5 separate regions of the Mus musculus genome follow, and regions 1, 2, 4 and 5 are each linked to region 3. The links are chromatin contacts, called in public Hi-C, HiCAR-type and promoter capture Hi-C maps. All regions are on one chromosome and are shown on one strand. Each heading gives the region's core, a stretch centred on a gene start, on an enhancer-like site or on the middle of the called end of the contact. The rest is flanking DNA. Distances are from core to core; before and after follow the strand shown. Region 1 holds the start of Ttc7b (tetratricopeptide repeat domain 7B). Region 2 overlaps Ccdc88c (coiled-coil domain containing 88C). Region 3 holds the start of Lgmn (legumain). Region 4 holds the start of D130020L05Rik (RIKEN cDNA D130020L05 gene). Region 5 holds the start of Gpr68 (G protein-coupled receptor 68).

Region 1 (4,333 bases), core at 987-3,486, 1.9 Mb after region 3:
CCTAGGAGCATACACTCAAACAATAACCAGTTCAAAGAAAGTCAGATGCGTTTGTTGTGGAATAGCTGATTTTAGACTGTAGTGTGCAAGAGGCAGAGAGCTGTTAGGATGGTGGCCTAATCTTCTCTACCCTCTAATTAAGTTTTAACTGCTGCATTCCACAGGTACACATTATAGGAAGGGAAGAAGAAGGTGGGGGCGGGGAGTTAAATCCCACTGCCTGGCATCTCCCACGCTCAGAAAAACGGCTTAGCCAGGAAACAGACTGGATGCTTTGCCTTACACTGTGGCCATGGAGGCCAAGTAATGTTATGACATTGTTATTCTGTGTGCCACCATGCAGGGAAATGCAAGTCCTACAGTCACACAGGCACTGTCAGCTGAACAAGGCTTCTTGGTGACCTTTGGCCTGAGGCTTATTCCAGACTTCTTAGCTGGATCTGGAAGTGTGTAACAATGTAATGAGACCTCAAAAGCCCACCTCCACGCCACACCTCCTAATAGTGCTACTCCTACGGGCTAAGTATTCACTCACATGGGTCTATGGGGGCCATTCCTATTGAAATCACCACATCCTTCCTTCTGTAAGTCACCTTGGTCATCTTCTCTCTCTCTCTCTCTCTCTCTCTCTCTCTGTGTGTGTGTGTGTGTGTGTGTGTGTGTGTGTGTGTAAAATAGAATTACATCATTTTCTCCATCCCACCGTTTTTCCTACCCCTTTACCCTTGCTCCTTCGCCCTCATTTCCTCTGGCATTCTGTTTGCCTGTCCTTGGGCTGTCCTTAGTGTCTGAGCCCCATCTGCTCTGCTCCCATCACCTCTGAGGGCCTTGGGTTGCCTCAGTGTGGTGTTGGTCATGTCCCAAGTACTTCTTTCCTCTTGGCCCTTACTGAGTTTCAGTTGCTGATCCTGTAAACCAAGGCCTGTGAGTCTGGTCTTCATTTATCCCCAGGGCATGAGAGAAAAGCCTGCACTTGATAGCTTTGGAAAGCTGGAGGAGACACACCCAAAGAGGATGAACCTGGTGACAGGGTACTGCCCAGATGACAGCTCCATCCTCAGAGGCAGTATTGCAGAGTCCAACACCCCCACTGCCCCTGAAGCCACATTCCCTGACCAACTTTCCCAAATACTGGTCATGTCCATACTTGCAGGCCTTGCCATTGCATGCCTGACTAACATGCAGGCTCCCTATCTCACCAAGAAGAAAGACAGTCTTTCTAATGATCCAGAAGGCCGGGCATGGACTAACCCCCACCCTCCTGACATCATCTGCTCAGCTCCTTGCCTTCATTCCACCCCAGCCACTCTGGCCTTTTTCTAACTCACCAAATATAGTAAAGCCGAGGCCTTTGCTCTGCCTGTAATGATCTGCCCTCCCCACCTCCCATATCCCCCCGACTCTCATCTTTAAAACTGTCAAATATCACTTCAACACCATCCTTAACCAACCCATAACCTAATTTGCTACTTTATTTTGCTTAATTAATTCATTTCCATGAATGGGCTATGAACTTTATACCCACTTTGAAGCAAAGTTGTACCCACTTCGTTCCGTTTCCACAGCCCTAAAACACTACCTAGCTCTGTGTGGGTGACCTCTGACTCTATAGTTACTGAATAAATTACACAAGTGAAATAATGTTCAGCTTAGACACCTGCCCCTGCTCTCAGTTACAAGGTCAAGGCCTGGAAATGCCACTTATGAGTTGGTATTCTCCTCAGAGGGCAAGGGAGCTGGCATCTGGGCTTGCAGCTACACACACACACACACACACACACACACACACACACACACACACACGTCCTCCCTCACTTTCTTCCAACACACACTTAAGGAACTTCGGGCAGGTTCTGGAGGAGCATGAATCTCCACTGCTTCTGGCCACATGATGGGGACGGAGGCTACCTGGGGCAGAGGGGAGCCTGAGGAGGGGCGCAGGCCAGCACAAGCAACCTGCGATGGCAGGGCCAGCCGAGGCAGGCTCGCCCTTCACGCCCTCTCGCACTAGAAACCCCGGCCTTTGGAGCCCCAGAGCATCCTCGGGGTGGCTGCCCTGGCTTGACCCCTCACCGCTCCAGGTTCGCTCCTGAGCACCGTCCCGCGCTCCTCATTGCTGTCCGGCCTCCGCCCCGGCCCGCTGCGGCTCCGGCCCTGGCCGGCAGGGGCCGCTCCTCGCGGCGCCCGGGGCCCCGCCGCGCCCGCCGCCGCCCGCTCCCCGCCCCTTCCCCGGCCGGCGTTCCCGTTACGCCGCCGAGCCGGGAGCCGGAGCCGGAGCCCGCGGCCGCAGCGGGAGGCGGCGCGGGGCCCGGCGGCGGCGGGGCCTGCGGGGCCTGCGGGCGCGCGCCGGGCCGGCCAGGGCGGCCATGGCGACCAGGAAGGCGGGCTCGCGGCTGGAGACGGAGATCGAGCGCTGCCGCTCCGAGTGCCAATGGGAGCGGATCCCCGAGCTCGTCAAGCAGCTGTCGGCCAAGCTCATCGCCAACGGTACGCGCGGACGCACCGGGGCTTGCGGGACCGCCGCGGCCTCCGGGGCTAGGCCTGAGGCTCCGGGCGCGAGCAGGGGCGCGGCCGGGCGGCGAGGCGCAGGCCGCGCGGTGTGCGCGGGCCAGGCCCTTGGGGAACGCGGGGTCCTCCGGTCACGCGGCGTGCGGCTGGGCGGGCGGGCTGTGCCTGTCGGAGCCTTGGAGTCCTGACGTGCAGGCTGGAGAGGTTCACCGACCCCAGAGACCGGAGGCCAGCCCCGGGCTTCCAAGAAGTTGGAGCTTGTGTGTGTGTGTGCGTTTGTGTGTGTATGGAGCCCCCCGGGACATACCTGTGGGCATCTGGGGACCACCAGAGTGTGTGTGGTGTGCTCAGGGGTCCTGTGATGGAGATGTTGTGAACATATGGTAATCAAGGGCCCCAGGAGGGAGCTCAGACTTGGAGGGTGTCAGGGGTGGCATTGGCAGGTTGGGATTTGTGTCTTGAGGTCAAGACAGTTGGGTGTCAAATCTGCAGACCCAGAGAGGATAGGGTGGAGAGTACAAGGGAAACAGAGTCAGGGAGTCTGGGAGAAGGTTACTGGGCAGGAAGATGAGACTGTATTAACAATGAGGGAAATGGAGCTGATTGGATGAGGGGCCTGGTGCGCCCAGGAACCAGGATCTGACTTGGGAAACCTGGCGGCTGGACTTGGCCAATGACCCCATTTGCTGAATTGGTTCTTCCAACCCATCAAACCAAAACTGCAGCCAAAATCACATTCCAGAGCGAGACTCCACGTGGCCTTATTTGTTTTGGAAGCAAGTATGGTTAATATTTGCTTGTCTTTTCGTACGCGCCAAAACCACAGGCAGGCACTTGGAGCCTGGGCAGAGAGGGCAGAGGATTTTGTCCTCCTTCACCTCTGGCTTCCCAAGACTGTCTGAGCAGGCGTGGGACAGACAAATCACAGAGGGAATGAATGAAGGACTGACACTGCTCATTCAAGGAAGGACATGTGTACTCTTTTCAACCTTCACCCCGAACTACCCAGAAACGGACAGGGAAATCTCATAGCCTCTTTAAGGTTGGTGGTTGTTTGTGATTTTATGAAAATAGCGCCTGGAAATGAAAACTTAACAAAACCAAACCAAACCAGGTTTCTCTATATATCTTTCAAACTTACCTTATAGCTTAGGCTAGCCTCAAAGTCTCCCGCCTCCTGCCTTGCCTCCCAAGTTTAGGACCATAGGCAATGTCACCATGCAGACAGGGCAAGGTTTTGGTTTTGCACACTGTCAACCACAGTACCTTGCTTTGGGTAGGTGTCTTTGTTAAGTTAGCATTGGAGGGAAAGGTGTTGAGTACTCAGGACCCCGAAGGCAACTTGACCTTGCCTGCTTTTGTGGCGTCTCCTTCCTTCCTGCATTTTCCTGCTTCTTGTTGAAGTCACATTCCTAAGTTTTTTGGGTCACTTCCATCCCTCCTGTGCAGGTGGATGTTAGCATTGGGTGTGGTTGTGAGCATCCTCCCGTCTCCACCTGCGACCTGGCTGTCTGCTCTCATTCAGTGGCGTGTGCAATGCCCACCTGGGCCAGGTGCTGACCAGGCCCCTGCTGTCTTGCATTTACTTCCTCTGAGAGGAACACTGAGGCCCAACTATGAAGGTAGTCAGGGAGAAGAAAAACAGACATGTTGATGTGGCTGCGATCGTGGACAGAAAGGGAGAAGACACTGGCTCAAGCTGCTGGTCCCTGGAATGAGAGGGTGCACGGACCCCTCTTTTTTCATTCATGGGCCCATTTTCAAGGCCTCTCTGAGCTTAACTCTTTCCAGAACCTGTGGCCTCATCCGAAGCTTTGACTAAGGT
Region 2 (4,182 bases), core at 789-3,288, 1.4 Mb after region 3:
TGGCTTGGCTGTGTAGGTGTAGGGTTGTCTCCTAGGGCAGCCTCACCCTCTGACCCTGACTGGGCAGCAGCCACAATTCTGGAATGCTAACCTCAGGGTATTGTCCGTCCGGCCTCAGCAGTCTGACCTTTGGGGAGACAGCCCTTTCCCATCTCAACAAGCCTGGGGCTATCGTGAGTGGCCAGCTAGAGACTGAGCCAATGTGGCTCACCCAGTGGTGGCTGATCTGGGAGGAGTAAGCCATGCTGATCTGTGGGTGGAGTAAGCCATGCTTTTACTATTTTGTCTTCTGCCTTTCTGGTAGGCGGCAGCTTAACTGGTGCTGGCCTTGCAACACTCTCTCTTTACAAGCAGGTTTCTTTCTTTTTTTTTTTTTTTAAATACCCAGCAGGCAGTGTTCCTTGCTGATCTCACAGTGGGGAGGGCTGATCAGTGCCTTGCCTGGAGGGCAGGAAAACTGTCCATTTCATTCACATTCACTCTCTGGTGCCCTGCTGTGAACAGAGGGAGGCTCAGCTACACTTGAAAGGCTGAAGGAACCTAGAACTGAAGCAGCTGAGTATGCAAAGCCGAAAATGGAGACAGGTGGCTTACAGGAGTCCTGAGAGAACGCTTAGACACGGGAGGGTCTGGTAACAGGGGCTGCAACTGCCTCAGAAGCCTGGCGTGTTTATCCATCTGCCTTCCCTTGGACCTCCAGATTTGCCAGTCACCAGTCATCATGACCTCAACGTTGGACGGTCACACTCCACTTGGGGGTTTCTAGCCGTGCCCTAGGGCTCATAGCTTGCATCTTCAGCTGTTCCTCCATACATTCCAGTAGAATGTGCAGCTGGAGTGAGCTGGCCATCCACTCCCATGCCTCACAGACGCTCATGTGGTGGGCTCTCAGTTACTGGGCTGTTGGTCTTCTCATGTCATCTTCGGGCTACAGCTGAAGAAAGGAGGGCACTTGCTGGTTCGGCTGCAGTGAGCAAAGATGATGTGCGTAATGACTAGGCCCGCAGCTGACAGGTTGTGGCGCCATGTGACTGCTGGTCTGATTTTCGGAGCTCCTTGAAGATGCTCTTTGACCCTGGCTGTCTGCCTCACGCTCCCTTACCCACAGCTGGATGGCTTCCCTTAGACCTCAGAAAGCAGCTGGCTCAGTGTGCCTGGCTGAGGGGCAGTTTTTAATCCCTGTCAGTAAAAATCCACTGTCAGGCTGTTGACATCCAGGGTGAGCGTGCTTCCTGGGGAGTTGTGGTCCCTGAATTAGATCGCTTGGCTGTTGACTCTCCTGTGTGCTGGGCTGCCATTGCCACCTTAGGAGCCCACAAACCAGAAAGGAGACTGTAATTGAGGCTGGTTGATCCACAAAGCCTGGGGCATAGCTTTGTAAGCAGTGAAGATCGCTCTTGCCCACAATCCCTTAGCCATTCAGTACCACATACCGTTGTAGTCACCTGTCACATTTGATTACATGGAGGGGGCGACACCATATCTAATCCTGGCTTGGACGTTGTCCGGTCAACCATGGCACATTCTGCTTTTGAGTTCGGACCTGGCCTTAGAATCCCCCCTCCCCTTTTTGAGATTTAAAATTTGTATTCTATGTGTATGGGTGTTTTACCTGCATCCACATATGCCTAGTACCCAAGGAGACCAGAAGAGGATGTTGGATTCCATGGAAGGGGAGCTGCAGTTGTAAGCTGCCCTGTGGGGAGCAGCCAGTACTCTTAACTGCTGAGCCATCTCTCTAGCCCCACTCAGGGTCCCTACACTCCAGAGAGCCATCGCCAGCCACCTGAGCCTAAAAGCCAGCTGTAGAATGCCTGGGAAATCCTGGCTCACCTGAGGGGTCCTTGCTCCTCAGCATTGCATATCAGACTGCAGGAGCCCAGGGCAGATGTAGTTGGGCTTCCAGAGGCTTCTTCTGTCTGGGCTCCTCCCACTTGATCTTTGTTTTGCCCATAGTTCTCATTCCACATCTCTTCCTGCCTCACAGCCCACATTACACGCCTGTCTTGTACAGTCCTTATTCATCTGAGGCCCTGATACCCATGACTCAGATGTACTTCTCAGCCCTTCCTTTACCTCAACATCCTCCGAAGCCCTGAGCTGTCAGAGGGATCTGTGGGCCCCCCTTTCTTCCCCCACCCCTTTTTTGAGACATTGTCTAACTCTATGGTACTGATCAGTGTGGTACTCACTCAGTAGACCAGGCTGACCTCAAACTCACAGAGATATGCTTGCCTCTGCCTGTGGAGTGCTGGCATCAAAGGAGTGGATCATGTATTGGCAGATGGCTAATAACCTAACTCTGGTTCCACCTGCCTATTTTAGGACTAAATAAGATTATGCAGCACCTGGGTGGTTACCGGCTGGTTAGGTAAAGTACCTTTGCACTGGAGATGGGCAGTGTGTGTGTTGAGGTTCTGTAGCCCCCTCTTTGAACTAGACCAACCTCCTTTGTGGCCATCTCTGATCAGTCAGTACTTGGTAGGTGTCTCCCCAGGATGGCAGCCCTAAAGCTGATAACATCTGTTGAGATTTCACTTCCTGCCAATATATTACTCATGAAACTGGTTTCTTCACCTACCCCCTCCCTGGTGTCAGCTCTCTCCTGAGCTGCACACCACCCCCACCCCACCCCCACCCCCAGTTTCCTGCTAGGGAGTATATTCTTGGTGATGGTGCTTTCTTGCTTTCTAGATGAAATGTCTTCTCTTGTTACAGACTCCTGTCTCTGCGGAAAGTGGCCAGTTTACAGAGATATACCCATAGGGTGGGGGACAGTGAGGGGACTGTTGGAGGGTGGACACACAATCCTGCTCATTTATCTACTCTGTTTCTCCCTGCAGCCTTTGTCATTCATTTTCCCAAGCACACACTGAGTCTAGCACTCATCCAGTCATCGTGCATCCACTGCTGTAGATCCTCTCCCACTGAGCCCAGACTAGGCCCCTCCATTCTCAGAAGGTGTCCCCACTAGCCCTGGAGAGTCAAAACTACCCCAGTGATACAGGCAGGTGTGTGTGTGTATGTGTCCGTGTCCGTGTCCGTCCGTCCGTGTGTGTGTGTGTGTGTGTGTGTGTGTGTGTGTCCGTGTCCGTCCGTCCCCGTGCTGTGTGTATGTTTTTCCTCTTCAGTTGGAGAAAGGAGAGAGAAGAAAGTCCCAGCAGGTAAACTTGTTCAGCCTGCCTTCCTTTCTATGCCTGGCCCAGAGGGATGGAGACAGCTGTGAGAGAATTTCTGCTTCTGAAGCTTCAAGGATGGAGTTGACACCCTCTCTCTATGCAAAAGTAGCCATGGTCTGCCTGTCTGTCTTCAAGGGCTCCACTTTTACGACCTTGGATCTTCATTACAGCCAGGCTTTTCTAAATCAGTGCAAGGAGGGAACATCTGTGCCTCTAAGTGTTGGGAGTGACAACCTAGCAAAAGCCAAGGGTTACCAGAGTGGCTTTGGGTTTGGCCAGCATGGGCTGGGGCCTGATTGCATGCTGAGTGTGGAGCTTGGTCACCCGTGGGTTAGGAAGAACACTTGCTTGTCTGGCAGAGAGGCTCTGTGGATGGGGCACTCCTGGGTGAGTCACTCCCTGAGCAGTGGCTCACACTGGGCCTCCTCTGGAGGGGAAATATATCACTCCAGCCTTGGGGTTGGAGGACGGGGTAGAGGCACCTCTGCATCTTGTTTGGTTGTTTGGTCTCTGTTATTACCTCCCCTGCCACAGACCCAGGCCACCTACATACCTGCACATCTTGCTTGGTACCTATTCTTTGTTCATTGTCATTTCACTTCAAGACCACCTCCCTCTTAGAGCCTCTGATTGAACCCCTTCTGTTACTGTAACAAGACGTCCGAGGCAGTGTAGCTTATAAGAGGCTTCTTTAGCTCACAGTTTGTGGGACTGGGAGCCCAGGACCAGGCAGCTGGTTTGGATCCCCTAATGCAGGGGATGTCACAAAGGCAGGAGTGGTGCAGAAGAGATCACATAACAGGCAGAAAGCCAGTGAGATTCATGGGTCCCTCGAGAACTATCTAATCACCTCCCATTCATCCAGTCCTGCCTCTTAAAGGTCCCACAGCCTTCTAACATTGCCACACCGGGGACTAAGCTTTCTTTCATGAACCTTTAAGGATTGTTCACCACCTCTAAACCGAAGTAGCGGGGATCCCCGACCTCCCAACATCCTCTGCTC
Region 3 (4,721 bases), core at 1,383-3,882:
GTTATGGAATTTGCTATGTAGTAGTGGGCTGGCCTTGAACTGTTAGAGATCTGCTTGTTTCTGGTTCTGTATAATCTCAGTCTCTCACTCAATAGCCTACTGTTTGTCTTTCAAAAAACCTTATTCTGAAATGGTCCTCTGTGCTGGTACTTCTGGTGAGCGGGGAGGCTGCCACACTCTGACGTCACCTTTCCACCTTTGACGTCTCTAACCTCTAACCCTGAGATGGTAGCTGAAGCCATAACCAGGATTTTTCTGGCAGGAATTTTGCTGGGACAGTTCCTATGTGTCTGCAGGAAGCTTGGTGCCAGCCTGCTTCTGGGGACTGTGTTGGTACTTGCTTGGGCCAGGGGTGTTTTCCATTGGTTCAACACATGGCTGCCATGTCATGAGCAAGCAATAGAGTGAAGACAGTTGCCAAGGTCACAGATTCTGTTTCCCTCTCTCCCTCCCTCCCTCCCTCCCTCCCTCTGTCCTTCCCTCTCTCTTTTCCTCCCTCTCTTTTTCCCTCCCTCCCTTCTTTTCCTTTCTTTTCTCTTCCCTCCCTTCTCTCTTTATTTTATCTTATTTTATTTTTTATATTTTTTGAGACAGGGTTTCATTATATAGCCCAGGCTGGCCTTGAACTGAAGGCAATGTCCCTGCCTCAGTCTCCCAGGCATTGGGATTTATAGGTGTATTCAACCATACCAAGCTACCTTGTTTTTCCTCATTAGAATTCTCAAGAGGGCAGAGGTGACACACTCCTTTATTCCCACCCAGCACTCTGGAGGTAGAGGCAGTCAGATCTCTGAGTTCAAGGCCAGCCTAGTCCACAGAGAAAGTTCCAGAACATCCAGGCCTACGCAGAGAAACCCTGTCCCAGAAAAGAAAAGAATTCTCAAGTTACACCCACTGCCCAAGGGACCATTGAACCTTATATTTATGGGGCACTTAGCTGCTGCCAGGTATGAGGAAACCGAGAAGATGAGCTAGTTCCGGGCAAGACGCTTGTAGTGGGTGTGGGGTTGAAATCTGAATCCAGATAACTTGAAAGCAGAGCTCAACTGTGCTCCCAGGCCTGGACTCAGACCTCTCTGGCATCGCCTTGCAGGTCTCCTGGGCTCCCCGGCTATCACCTTGGCAACCCCCAGCATCTTCTACTAGGTATCCACTTACAGTGCCTTCTCTTCTGGTCCACTCAACTCAACTATTGCTGAGGGAGGGAAAAGGTTTTCCCAGGTCCTTTGTCTGAACACATCAGGCCACAGGCCAGGATGTCCCTTTCATTATTAAGGCCTAACCGTCAAAGTTTACCTTTTATTTTGGGTGAGATAGGAAGTGGCTAAGGACACATTTCTAATGCCCAAGGGGAAGAAATAAAATCCTATTTATCTCAATACTTGGCTATGTGTGGCACTTAAAGGGGCCTGGTAAATATGTTCAGTGAGTCCATGAATGTGCTTCAAATACTCACGGTGGAAGACCGGAAGGCATGTTTCATCATAGGGTTTTGACTTGAAGCCCAAGGTCACCTCCAAGCTGTGATCCTAGGCCATGTGGCCGTATGCTAAGGTCAGTGACAGCAAATGTTTTCTTCCAAGTGTCCGTTGTTATCTTCATTTTGCTGCCCTTACAGTCTCTCACAATGATTCAACTCTCCTTGTCTGCAAACATGGCCAGAGATAATACTAAGCTGGCAGATGCGGCTATGATCTTATTAACCGAGATAGGGAGCAGACCTGCTGTGGGTTGCCAGGCCTAAGACTTGGGGGGAGGAGGGGGAAAGATTCAGGGACGGGGGGTGGGGTGGGGAATGGCTCAAAGTGTAACAAACTTGTGTGACCATTAGGGAGAAAGACACAGCTGATCTCCTGGATTCACTGGCCAGCAGTCTAGCTTGACCAGTAAGCCCCAGGCCAAATGAGTTGGCCCTGTTTTGGGTCCTGGTATACTCGGGCAAGACTACATGAACTCTGTCACAACTCCATCCAACTCATTCACTGAGCACCAGCTTCTGGAACTTGCATATAGAGTATTTTACTTCCTCTCCAGCTCACTGTGACACCGAACACTTGGGACGTGACAGGGAATTAGGATTTTAGCATTCAGGAACCAGACTACTAAGGTTAGCTTCCGCCACTGAAAGTGTCTTGGGAGCCTGAAAAAAATTAAGCTCCTTGATTTTGTCAGATGTCTTGTCTGTAGAGCTGGGGTGGCCATACATTTCTGGAGGTTGGGGGTGGGGTGGGTGTTGTGATCATAGGCCAAGGCAGACCAAAAAAAACCCCAAAACAACAGTCCTTTGTTGTGGGTGGACTACGGGGTAGCATCCGTAGGTCCAGTGCGCTGACAAGGCTGGAGACCAGTTAGTTCGCGCGACTTCTCACTCACTGTCCGTAGAGTCCCCAGACACCTAGGTGCTCATGCCTAGCTCATTGAGAAGACGCAGCCCCAACCTCTGACCACAGGGCCCTAAAGCTCCGCCCACAGGGTCCGAAGCCCCGCCCACGCACACTGGGATTCGTAGTCTTTCTGGCTTGCCGGCCTCAGTCTCAGCTTCTATTGGTTTCCTTATACGCCACACTCCGAGGCTGCACAAATCAGGCTGCGCAGGTAGCCCGGGCTCAGCGATCTGTGTTGCCGCAGCTCAATCACAGCGGGGCGGACTCTAGAGGTGGCTGCTCTGAGTCTGCGCGACGCCCGGAATTCCCACGGTTCTGCAGTCACCGCGGCGATCACCCGCCCAGGTAATCGGGGACCCCGGGGAGGACCCGCGCCCCATGAGAGGTGACTTAGCGGTTTTTGGCTAGGCTTTCCATCCCTCGACCCTTTCTGAGTAATATTTCCCTTCTGAAAGCTCCTAGCCGGAGACTTGTTTGTGTCGCGAGTGTGCTTTGCTGGAACGGCGGGTTGCCCTGGAGGGCGAAACTGAGGCAGGAGGAGGAGTCGGTTTACTAAGGTTTCACAGCCAGGCAGCTCTTGGCAGAGTCCCGGGTTTGTTGTTGATGTTTTTAACTTGAATCAGTACACCAGTAGACAGGGGCGATTCCCGATCTGAACAAAAACACCCCGACAGGAATACCCCAAATATTCCTGGCGAGAGCTAGTGGGTTTCAGGGAGGCTCACATGCTCCTTGATAGTGAAAGCTAGCCTTTGTGGTCCCTGGCCCCATAGGGTTAGGATTATTTTGTGTTAAGTACAGTAGACCCTAAGGGCTGGAGGATGGAATGTCTGTCACGTGGTCCATTTTATAGATGAAAATGAGTGGTCAGGATTTGAAACTCGCCCTGTGGTCTACAGCTGTATGCCCTATGGAATATTCTTTACTCTGGGTCTGCAAACCAAATATTTATTGGGCTGGAGTAAGTAAGGTAAGCTTTTCTTTGCTTTGAGACAGCCTCCTCAAACTCAACATGTAGCCATGAGGTTGGTTTTTGAATTCAGCGACCCTCCTGCCTCAGCTTTCTGAAGGCCAGAATTACAGGGTTGGGGCACCATGCTGTGTTCTTTGCAAAGATTTTTGAGACGAATTTATTTTGTTGGGGGTAGAGATAGTCCTTTGTGTACAGAGACAACACCCAAACCTCATTTGGGAGGAACTAGGACTTGGTGTGGAGGGGAGAGGGGTGAAGTTGGAGCCATGGAGATAGGGAGTGGCTAGTGGGTCGGAGGAGGGGTGTGCATTACCTGGAGAACAGCAAGGTGAAGTTGTGAACAGCGTTTTTTGGACCTGGGATTGTGGAGCCTGTTTGGATTAAGGGATTACATGTGTGGAGTGAATTGATGCAGGAGGATGTCACGTGTATCTCAAATGCCCTTTAGTGGGGTGGGGAATTTAGGTGTTGTCCTGAATACCCAGTGAGCTGCTTTTAGTGTAGATTTCTCTTTACCTTATCGGGTTTGTAGGGTAGAAAGTGTTAGAGGAGGTCACACTGAAGACCAGAAGGGCACCACAGTCACCCCCAGGGGAGTTAGAGCAGTGGTAGGAAGAGAGAGACTACACCATGCCCAAGACACTGTTTATTGATGGGGACACATTCTTGGACATATGTGTCAGTAGGCGATGTTGCTATGTGTATGCTGTGTGTGTGGGGCTTTCACAGGAACCTGGATGGTGTAGGGCACTCACTGTGGGGCTGCTAGGTACGATCAGAGATGGTACAGTGTGCAGGAGAAGAGCGAGGCTGCGGCCTGCAGAGCGTTTTCTATTTATAGTAACTGGGAGGACTCTCTGGAGCCACACACAAACCAGTGGAGGGTCATGTCCTGCACATAATTATGAGGCTGGCAGCACAGTGGCTTGTTGTCCCCAGCATTGCTAGGGACACATGAGTAAAGCATTGGGTGACAGCATTGTGACAGCTCCAGGGATAGTAGTGATGGGACATTCTGGCTCTTGCTCTTCTGGGCCCACCATTGTGTATGTGATGTGAATGCTGTTAACCCAGAAAACCCAAACAAAACAAAACAAAACTAAACAAAACAAAACTAAACTAAACAAAACTAAACAAAACTAAACAAAGCAAAACATGTCCCACTTCACAGTGTTGAAGTAAAAACTCTGCTTCTGGAATTTTCCTGTGACTCTTTTGGAGAAATGCTCATTGTTGTTCCTGTTATTATTGTTGCTGTTATTATTATACTTATTTTTTTTTGAGACATGGTCTCTACGTAATCCTGGTTGTCCTGTAACTCACTATATAGACCAGGCTTGACTCAGCTCACAGAAATAGGCTTG
Region 4 (4,184 bases), core at 714-3,213, 1.4 Mb after region 3:
ACATGCTTCCGAGTTTTGTTGGTGAATGATTTCAGGTATGTCTTTGCGAGCACTTGTCTCTGGTGTGGGTTAAGAAAGATCCCAGCTTCTCGCATACGTTGCTTCAGCCAGTCAGAGCAACATTGTGAGGCTGTGTTTCAAAAAAAACAAAAAAACAAAGAATTTCATCTTATTCATACAGTACGGCATTTATCTTTGCAAGCCCTTCAAGATGTGTTTTGTTATTTTGTTTAAAAAAACAAACAAACCAGCCTAGGGCTACAGACGATCAGCTTTGATAACCGACAGAGAAAGGGAGATAACCGCTGATTATTGTGAGGTGAGTGCTCAGAATGATCCCGGGGAGCAGTGCCACGCGTGAACACCGCGTCGAGGGTTTTAGACTTGCCCGGCCATTGCGTGCCTCACTGCATCCCGCCAACCTCGCGGTCCAAACGGTCCTCTCTCAGAAACTTCTCTATTTCAGGCCAAGGGAAGAAGAGGAGGAGGAGGAGGAGGGCGGGGGGAGGACGAGGAGGACGCCAGCAGCCCGCGCCCCCAGGGCCGACTGCAAAGGTCCTCCCTAAAGCGTCCGGAGAAGGCTCGCACGGGAAAGGACGAGCTCCGGGATCAGAGTCCAGTCTGGCTCCAGAAGCCGCCAACAGACTCCACACCCCTTCCCCGCCCGGAGCCGAGGTGATGACGAATTCAAAGTGCGACGGACGCACACGCAGCCCGCGCTTGCACGACAGTACGCGCAGGGCAGCGCGAGGGAGTCCCGGTCCGTCACCGGCGCGACTCGCGTCCCGCCTCCTCCGCTCCCGCCACCCCCGCAGCTCCGCGCCCGCCTCGGTGCAAGGCCTCGGCCGGAGCGAAGCTGCCGGCTCCCGTCTTGTCGCTTTAAGTGGTGGGGCTTGCGGGCCGCCCCTGCCGCTACTGCCTAGGTGGCCCCGCGCGCCGCTTTTGAGGGGCGAGCCAAGATGGCGGCGGCTTTGGCTCTGTGAGGAAGACGGAAGAGGCGGCGGAGTAGGGAAGGCGGCTTCTAAGAAGAGCCAGGGGTTCTCGGGTGGCCAGAGGCGTTCGGAGTCTCCCGGGAAGTGCTACCTCACCGGCTTCGGATGCTTTAAGCGGGAGGAGCGGAGCGGGGCTTCCTGCTGCAGCGGCTGGGCCAGGTACAAGGGAGGAAAACATGGCGGCGGCGGCCTGAGGAGGCGGCGGCGCGGGAAAGCGGCTCTGCGGAGGTCATGGTGGAGGCCGGAGCGGGTCTGTGAACCGAGCCGCACCTCGTTGGAACGGCGGGCCGGTAGGCTGCGTAGTGCTGCGCGTTCCCTGTCGGGGCTGCTGGGCGGCCGCGCTCGCTCGGCCTGGACAATAGCGCCGGGGAGAAGGAGACGAGAGAAGGCGGCGGCCCGGGGCTCGGACCCGGGAGCGGGCCATGCGAGCGGCGGCGCAGCTCCGCGGCGGCCAGCGGTGGCACTGAGGTCCCGGAGTTCCCCGTTTGCGGCCGCCCGCCTTTTCTGGACACTGTCCCTGGGCCACTCGGGCGGGGCCCCCGGCCGGCACGATGACCGACACCCGACGGCGGGTGAAGGTCTACACGCTCAACGAGGACCGGCAGTGGGACGACCGGGGTACTGGCCATGTGTCCTCCGGCTACGTGGAGAGGCTGAAGGGCATGTCCCTGCTCGTCAGGGCGGAGAGCGACGGTAAGTGACCCTCACTGGCCCCTCTCAGAGCAGTGGCGCTCGGACTGGGACGGCGGGAGTGCGGACGGGAACGCCACGGGGTACCCAAGTCCGGTGGAGCTCGGTGGAGAGCATTCGGGGTGTCCATCCTTAACCCGAAAACCTTGTGGCGTTGGGATTTCGAGCAGAGCGGAGCACGTTGCGCCGTGCTGCCTTTCCAGTGCAGAAAGGTCGGAGACCTGAGATCCTCTTTCCCCGGTGGTTTTTGCACCGTCGTGACCTTGAGAAAGGCATTTAACGGAAACGATCTGCTCCCCCCCCCCCCACACACACACACCCCTTAGTTCACCAATCTGTAAAGCAGGCATAAAACCTTGCTTGGCGCTCGTAAAGTTCATAGCTGTTGCACACTTTGAGAAAGTTCTGTTCTGGTGGGATTGTTGTTGTTTTAAACCTTTTCCACCATATCTTTCAGATTTTAGGGTCTGCAATAAGGTCTATAAATCTGGCAGTTCCACCAGACAGAGAAAATGCTGCTTTGGCTTTCGAGGACACACATGTCTTGACCGGGGTTGGTTGTCTTTTTCACAAGAAAGGGAGATGATTATTATTGTTGTTATTGTTTTGTATTTTGAGACAGGGTTTCAGTATGTAGCCCAACTATCCTGGAGCTTGCTCTATAGACCAGGCTAGCCTTGAACTCAAAGCTTGCCTTCCTCTGCCTCTCCAGTGCTGGGATTAAAGTGCTGCCACACCTGGCTAAGAAAGAAAGACTTTGTAGGTCTTCTGTGGGAACTCGTGAACCTTTGGAACATTTTATTGCAAGCTTTTCTGATTGTTTAAGCGTATGGTCCTTAGTTGGTTGAGTTGGCTGGTGGGGAGAGGTATCTTTTAACACTTGAACAAGTCCTTCTGCTTTCACCTCAAGTCTATTGAAACAGTCTTCAGTGTTCAAAGATAAGGTTGTTTGAAATAACGGTTTCACGTTTTAAAATATTCCTTTCTTAAGGGTTTGCATTCTCTGAATTTCACTCTTGGAAGAAAATACATATTGGCCAAAACTTCAAATTGTTTTTGGAGCAGAAGTATAGTTACCTTGTTGCATTAATTTGCAGTTTTACAGTTGAGAACTATTTGTAGCTGTTTCATGTCTGAAATATTGCAAATTTATTTCAAAGATTTTTTTTTTTCCCCTCTTTTTTGGACTAGACTCAGAACTCATTCCACAAAAACCAAGATTTTCCTGTCTGTGGTTGAAGACTGTAGAAACATTGATTTGAATTGAAGAATGGTTAACTTGGAGTATAATTATAAAGATTACCCCAAATAAGTTACCACTGGTAAAAAGTTACTTTCTAACATGAAAGGCAGGCAGTTTCTGGTGACTTGGAGGCCAGCCTGGGTCTACATAGAGTCCTAGATCAGCTGCAGTTACATAGTAAGACTTGGTCTGAAAATTTTTTTCTGATTACAACAGGTATATTTTCAGAGCTGGGTTCTTATTTGGCTGCTAATATACAAGTTAAATGTGTTTGTGACAGTCACGTAATCACCTCTGCATGTTTGTACATGTGGAAACTTTCCTTACAGTAAAGTGGAAGTGTGGGTTTCAGGGTTAAGCTTATTGTGAGGATGGGCTAACTGGGAATGGAATCCACACAGGGACTTGAGCATGCTAGGCAGTGCTCTACCACTGAACTGCCTCTAAGACCCAATGTAATTGTGAGATTTAACTAGATGTAAGCTTGAATTTCAGAACTAATACATGTAACCATACTCACACCAGTGTGCTTTATTTGATTATGCAAAGATCCTTCTGGTTTTTTGGAAAGAGTCTCCTGTAGTACCAGACTAGAATCAAACATTGTGTGTAGCCCAAAATATGGAAGTTCACGATCCTCTTGTCCCTATCTTCCCAATGCCTGGGATCATAGGTGTACTACTACATCCAACCTGTTTTGTTTTGGAGCCATTATCTAGCTATGGCTGGTCTGCAACTCAAAGCGATTCTCCTACCTGAGCCCCTGAGTGTTGGATTACTGCAGTGAACTACCACAGCCAGCCAGTTTTACAAAGGCCTTTAGACAGGATAAGCATGTAGACTTTCTGGGTGGTGGTGGCGCACGCTTTTAATCCCAGCACTTGGGAGGCAGAGGCAGGCGGATTTCTGAGTTTGAAGCCAGCCTGTCTACAAAGTTCCAGGACACCCAGGGCTATACAACAAAAGTCTGGTGTTTTATACCCTTTTATATTTTATCACTTAGGAAATAGCCTCTAAGCCCCTTTCTTCCATTTGGAATTTTGAAATTCTAATTTATTAGAACAGGTAATTCCTCTCCCCGCACCCCCCCACCCCCGCCCCAGGAGGGAAAAGAGTTAAACATAATTACTGAACTACCCCTTTATATTTGTGTTATGTGGAAAGGTAATTTTGAAGAATGGATTTAACCTGGGTGTGGTACCTTACTCCTAATTCCACCACTGAGAACACAAGTTAGGAGAATCTCAAATTCAGGGATT
Region 5 (4,092 bases), core at 188-2,687, 1.5 Mb after region 3:
CTGAGCCAGTCTCTGTCAGCACCAGAAGAGAAACACCCCCCACCCCACCCCCGCTATTTTGGCTGCTCTTGTACCTTCTGCCTTCTGTGAAAAGTCCCACCTAGAGCAGTAGTTCTCAGCCTGTGTGTCTCCACCCCTATAGGATTGAGTGACCTTTTCACAGGGGTCATCTCAGACCATTGGGGAAAACACAGATATTTACATTATGATTCGTACAGTCGCAAAATTACAGTCATGAAGTATCAATGAAAATAATTTTATGATTGGGGGGTAGGTCACAGCATTAGGAAGGTTGAGAACTACTGACCTAAAGACTACATCCTAGCACCCTGAGCTACCCAAAGGGCTTGGCAGCCACTGACATAGATCTACTCTGTCCCTCTCTAGTCTACACCTCGGTTTGCACTCCATCTCTACCCTGTCTCCCTGTCTCAGACTTGAGCTTTGCAGACCCCCCACCAACCGGTTCAGACATTTATTTCATAGATTCAAGCATGGGTCTCGCAGACAGGCAACTGCATGCCAGCAATCCTACCAGGCAGTGTGAAGACCTCTGGGAAGTGTATCAGTGAAGTCACCAGCCCAAACTGGGAAAGTTCAGAAAATGAGAGGCAGAGGCAAAGGGTCTTGGGGGTGGGGGGTGGGGGGCGGGGGGTGGGGGTGGGGGTAAGACCCACAGGAGCCCAGGTATGCACTTGTGAGAGACCTAGATACAAGGTGGCATAGGGTGGGATGTAGATTTGAATCTCAAAGGCTTCATTAAGTAAGTGGGTGGCCTCGGGCAAGCTATTTGTCCTCTCGTGCCTCAATTTCTCTCCATTATAAATGGGAAAAATAGTAGCACTTGCCTCGTAGAGTTAATCAAATCAACACGTTTAGGTGCGTATAACAAGGCAAACTGTGACTATTTGCTATTAGTGTTTAGGGCAGTATGTAGGGCAGAGGACAGTAAGTTTTCCTTGATGTTTCCATAAAACCAGAGAAGGTCATTCATTATGTCCTTGACTATACCCGCTGGCTCTGGGACAGGGTCTGGGATCCAGAGGCTAAGCCCCAAGCTTCCAGCAGGTAGAGAAAGGCCCAGAACTGTGACACCCACCTCATTTAATGAGTGGATACGTTAGAGACCGAAGATGAACGCAGAAAGGCTCTCTACCTTCCTCCCAGCTTCCCACGTTGGGTTTCAGCGTCCCTGGGAGCGCCTGTGGCTGAAGAAGTCCCCTAGTGCTTCAGCAGCTTGGCTTCTTCCGCAGAGCCAGTCTCTAGGTCAGGATGCTAGCAGGGAGGGGGATGGGGGTGCTGCACCTCCGGGACCGGCGAGCGCTCAGGCCACCTCGGCCCTTCTAGCAGGCGCCTCATCTGTGGCTTGCGGTCAGTGTGAGCTGCAGGGCGTGGACCGACAGGTCTGGCTGTGCCTGACTAGGGTTGGGAGCGGGAGGAATCTCGCACAACGTGGCCCAGAGTGGCTAGGAGAAAGGGACCTGCGTGCCTTGCAGGAGTCCCCAGCCTTTCCAGGAGGCGCACGCACTGCACCAGAGGACATCAGGCCCGCGTCCCAGACTGTCGCTGCACAGGTATGTGTTCCCGCGAGCCAGGCTCCTTCCTTTTGCCATGGTTACTGGTCGCTGGCTTACCAGGGTCGGGAGAAGCGAGGTCTGCTGGGTTCTGAGTCCTGCTCCGGAGCGCAGGGTCGGGTGTGCTTGCGCTCCGGGCCGGCCAGCAAAGGATGCGGGAGCGGCGGCACAAGAGGCGGGCACACCCCCAAACACCACCGTATGCGTGCGGTGAACCCGCAGAATTGACTGTGACCGAAGTCAGCAGGGAATGTCTGCCCTGGAGCGCCAGCGCCCCGGGTCCCTCTCCTGGGTCCAGTGTCTCTTTATGTGGTCGCCACTGGGTTTAGCAGCCGCCCCCGCGGCTGGCTCCGTGGCCACCTGGTAATTTCTTCACCCTCAAAAAAAAGTATGAGACCTCTAACCCTTCATTTACCCAGTTCTGGTGATCTAAAGATTGCATTGGGGTCCTTTTCTATTCACACTCGAGTCTTCGTGGCCCTTCTTCCAACAGGCTCAGAGCTCAAACGCTGAGACCCAAACAATTCTCATGTCCTTACCTTCTGCTCTGGGGGGTAGGGCGGGGAGGGGAGGTTGGGTGGAGCTGGCCCACTGCCAGTCAGCAGGAGCAATAATAACACTTGCTGGTCTGAACGCTTAAATCCCCTCTGGGAATCAAATGTCCGGGAGAAAAAGCTGTGTCCCAGGTCTGGATGAAGGAACAGGTGGACGAAAGCGTGACAGGCGCTAAGGCAGCAAGCCTTCTGGGGTTCAGCACTGGTTTGGTGCCAATGTGCCAGAGGCCTTGGGCATGTCTTGCTGTGAGGGGGTTGGGAAGGATACCTGTGGGTAGATGAATCAACCCTAGAGTTTAATGAGGTGGCATGTGGCAGTCGCTTGCCCTCCCATCTGACACAAATCATATAGTCAAGGCTACGACCTGCTTCATTCTTTTGGCCCCCTGCCTGCATCTCCACCTCTCAACCCAGAGGGAGAGGGGAATTTCCTGAGCTCAGTGGGCTGGGCCGGCTGTATAGGGACCTCTTTCAGTTCCCTGGCCAGTTCCAGAACTTCATGGCTCATTTAAAGCCACTTCTGTTCATTAGAGTTTGGGGCTCCTCTTCCTCTTTTTTTTTTTAAATTTGTTTCTTCACCCTTTCTCTCCTTTCTACTCCCCAGGGGGCTACATGCACGCCATGTGCATTGCTGGTCCGAATGCCCTCCTTTCAAACTTCAGTTGACCCTTCTAAGAAAAGAGACTTGCCTCTAGAGCTCACTCTCTAGTGTAGCGATGAGACCACACACAGGCAAAGCTTGCACCTCCACATAGATGCCAACTCTGAGAATTCCCCTCCCCACCCTCTCTCTGCTGCAGCTTCTTGTTGAAAGGCACACAAAAGGAAGAGATTTATCGGACAGGGACTAGAGTCAGAAGGACTGTTAAGCTGAGATCTCCAGGGGCTTAGCATCCAAATTCCTGTTTCAGCTGGTGGACCCCAGCCAATGTACTTTCCCTCTCTGAACCTTCATATATTGCAGGGAAATAGAGATGACAATACTTACTTGATAGAGTGAATAAAAATAAATAAAATTAAATAACCCTGCAAATGAGTCCAGTACATGGTAGACCCTAAAGTGTTTTGGGAGATAAGAATACTAATGTTCCCACTAGCCACTGTGGCAGAGCAAACCACTTTAAATGTGTGAGCTCCAGCTAGGAGCAGTTGATGGCTTCTGTGGGAGGAAGACTCAGTCTTCTTTAAGGGGGTGACCCATGCGTGATAGGTCAACTCTGATCCACACATAGAAGTGGGGCTCATACTATTCCTATAGATCTGAATGGCTCCTTTTTTTCCCTGGGGAGTAAGCAACAACGTGTGGAATAAATCCAAATCCCGGAAGAGTTAAAATGTATACCTCTGGGTGGCCGAAGAATCAGAATAACTGTTGATAGGGGATAGCAAGATTGAAGAAGGTTGAATTCAAATCCTTCATCAGTTGACAGTATAGTAGTCCCTGCAGCTAATGCTGGAAGACACAGGAGTAAAGGGCAGCTTCAATAAGACAGCACAAATTGCATTCAATAGGGCACAGAGAAATGAGGGCAGGAACCTGGAGGAGAGATAGGTAGGTGGAGATGGATCTGGAAGGAGTTGGGGAAGGGGAAAATGGAGGTGAATGTGATCAGAGTAACTTGTGTTAAATTCTCAAAGAACTGATAGAAAGTATTATATGTCTCTAAATAAACAAGACAAGCAAGCAAACAAACAACCAACAACAAATAAGGCTCAGAACACTTGTTTATGTTGCTCAAAAAGACTGTTAGGAAGGGCTTAGTTTAGAGCCATGGGTGCTCTCTGCTTGTGAATCAGACAGATGGCCCATCTGTCATTGGATCACACACTTATATAGCAGGAGTCTTGTCCCAGCTGTCAATTGGAAGTTCACCCGGGGCTGTAACTTCTTGTCTTGGTTGGCGAGTGCCCTCCAGTTTAGCACCTAAATTGCAACAGCAACTCTCTGCAGAGATAAGGAGTGG

Evidence for each region. Promoter capture Hi-C pulls out the DNA fragments that hold promoters and counts their contacts. Hi-C and Micro-C count contacts between places; a contact is called where the count stands out from the background. HiCAR-type assays count read pairs that join an accessible place to other places.
Region 1: a promoter capture Hi-C map of liver shows a contact between it and region 3, with 4 times the contacts expected there. The contact joins the promoter of Ttc7b here to the promoter of Lgmn in region 3. A contact is called at or near these places in 4 of 39 promoter capture datasets (hippocampal neurons, liver and pre-B cells) and 1 of 115 datasets of contacts at active chromatin or transcription factors (embryonic stem cells).
Region 2: a Hi-C map of B cells shows a contact between it and region 3, with 6 read pairs. The contact joins the enhancer-like site here to the promoter of Lgmn in region 3. A contact is called at or near these places in 3 of 39 promoter capture datasets (the 3T3-L1 cell line, embryonic stem cells and hippocampal neurons), 1 of 484 Hi-C or Micro-C datasets (B cells), 2 of 115 datasets of contacts at active chromatin or transcription factors (astrocytes and large pre-B cells) and 1 of 9 other capture datasets (embryonic stem cells).
Region 4: a contact with region 3 is called in a HiCAR-type map of astrocytes, with 6 times the contacts expected there. The contact joins the promoter of D130020L05Rik here to the promoter of Lgmn in region 3. A contact is called at or near these places in 5 of 39 promoter capture datasets (the C10 cell line, cranial neural crest, hippocampal neurons and 2 more), 2 of 484 Hi-C or Micro-C datasets (forebrain and uterus), 8 of 115 datasets of contacts at active chromatin or transcription factors (astrocytes, embryonic forebrain, embryonic stem cells and 4 more) and 1 of 9 other capture datasets (adipose tissue).
Region 5: a contact with region 3 is called in a promoter capture Hi-C map of hippocampal neurons, with 6 times the contacts expected there. The contact joins the promoter of Gpr68 here to the promoter of Lgmn in region 3. A contact is called at or near these places in 2 of 39 promoter capture datasets (hippocampal neurons and stem cell-derived epiblast-like cells).

The regions. Positions count from the first base shown.
Region 1 is chr12:100,518,725-100,523,057 of GRCm38.p6, reverse strand. It overlaps Ttc7b (tetratricopeptide repeat domain 7B), which reads left to right and starts at 2,236. Exons shown (of 20, transcript NM_001033213.1): 1 at 2,236-2,487. The coding sequence starts at 2,367.
Region 2 is chr12:100,992,682-100,996,863 of GRCm38.p6, reverse strand. All of the region lies in intron 3 of Ccdc88c (coiled-coil domain containing 88C), which reads left to right. The region is part of intron 4 of Gm36756 (predicted gene, 36756); the gene reads right to left. Among named protein-coding and RNA genes, the nearest start is that of Gm36756, 8.1 kb to the right of the region's middle. Within about 2 kb of position 2,038, at least 54 of the 459 cell types and tissues checked have an H3K27ac peak or open chromatin away from gene starts, as enhancers often do. A contact at or near this core is called in B cells, where this site is marked.
Region 3 is chr12:102,437,639-102,442,359 of GRCm38.p6, reverse strand. It overlaps Lgmn (legumain), which reads left to right and starts at 2,632. Exons shown (of 14, transcript NM_011175.4): 1 at 2,632-2,729.
Region 4 is chr12:101,080,230-101,084,413 of GRCm38.p6, reverse strand. It overlaps D130020L05Rik (RIKEN cDNA D130020L05 gene), which reads right to left and starts at 1,963. Exons shown (of 2, transcript NR_038050.1): 1 at 1-1,963. It overlaps Ppp4r3a (protein phosphatase 4 regulatory subunit 3A), which reads left to right and starts at 712. Exons shown (of 15, transcript NM_211355.2): 1 at 712-1,685. The coding sequence starts at 1,544.
Region 5 is chr12:100,896,725-100,900,816 of GRCm38.p6, reverse strand. It overlaps Gpr68 (G protein-coupled receptor 68), which reads left to right and starts at 1,437. Exons shown (of 3, transcript NM_001177674.2): 1 at 1,437-1,574. It overlaps Gm36572 (a long non-coding RNA gene), which reads right to left. Exons shown (of 5, transcript XR_381840.4): 2 at 3,471-4,092; 3 at 1,100-2,396.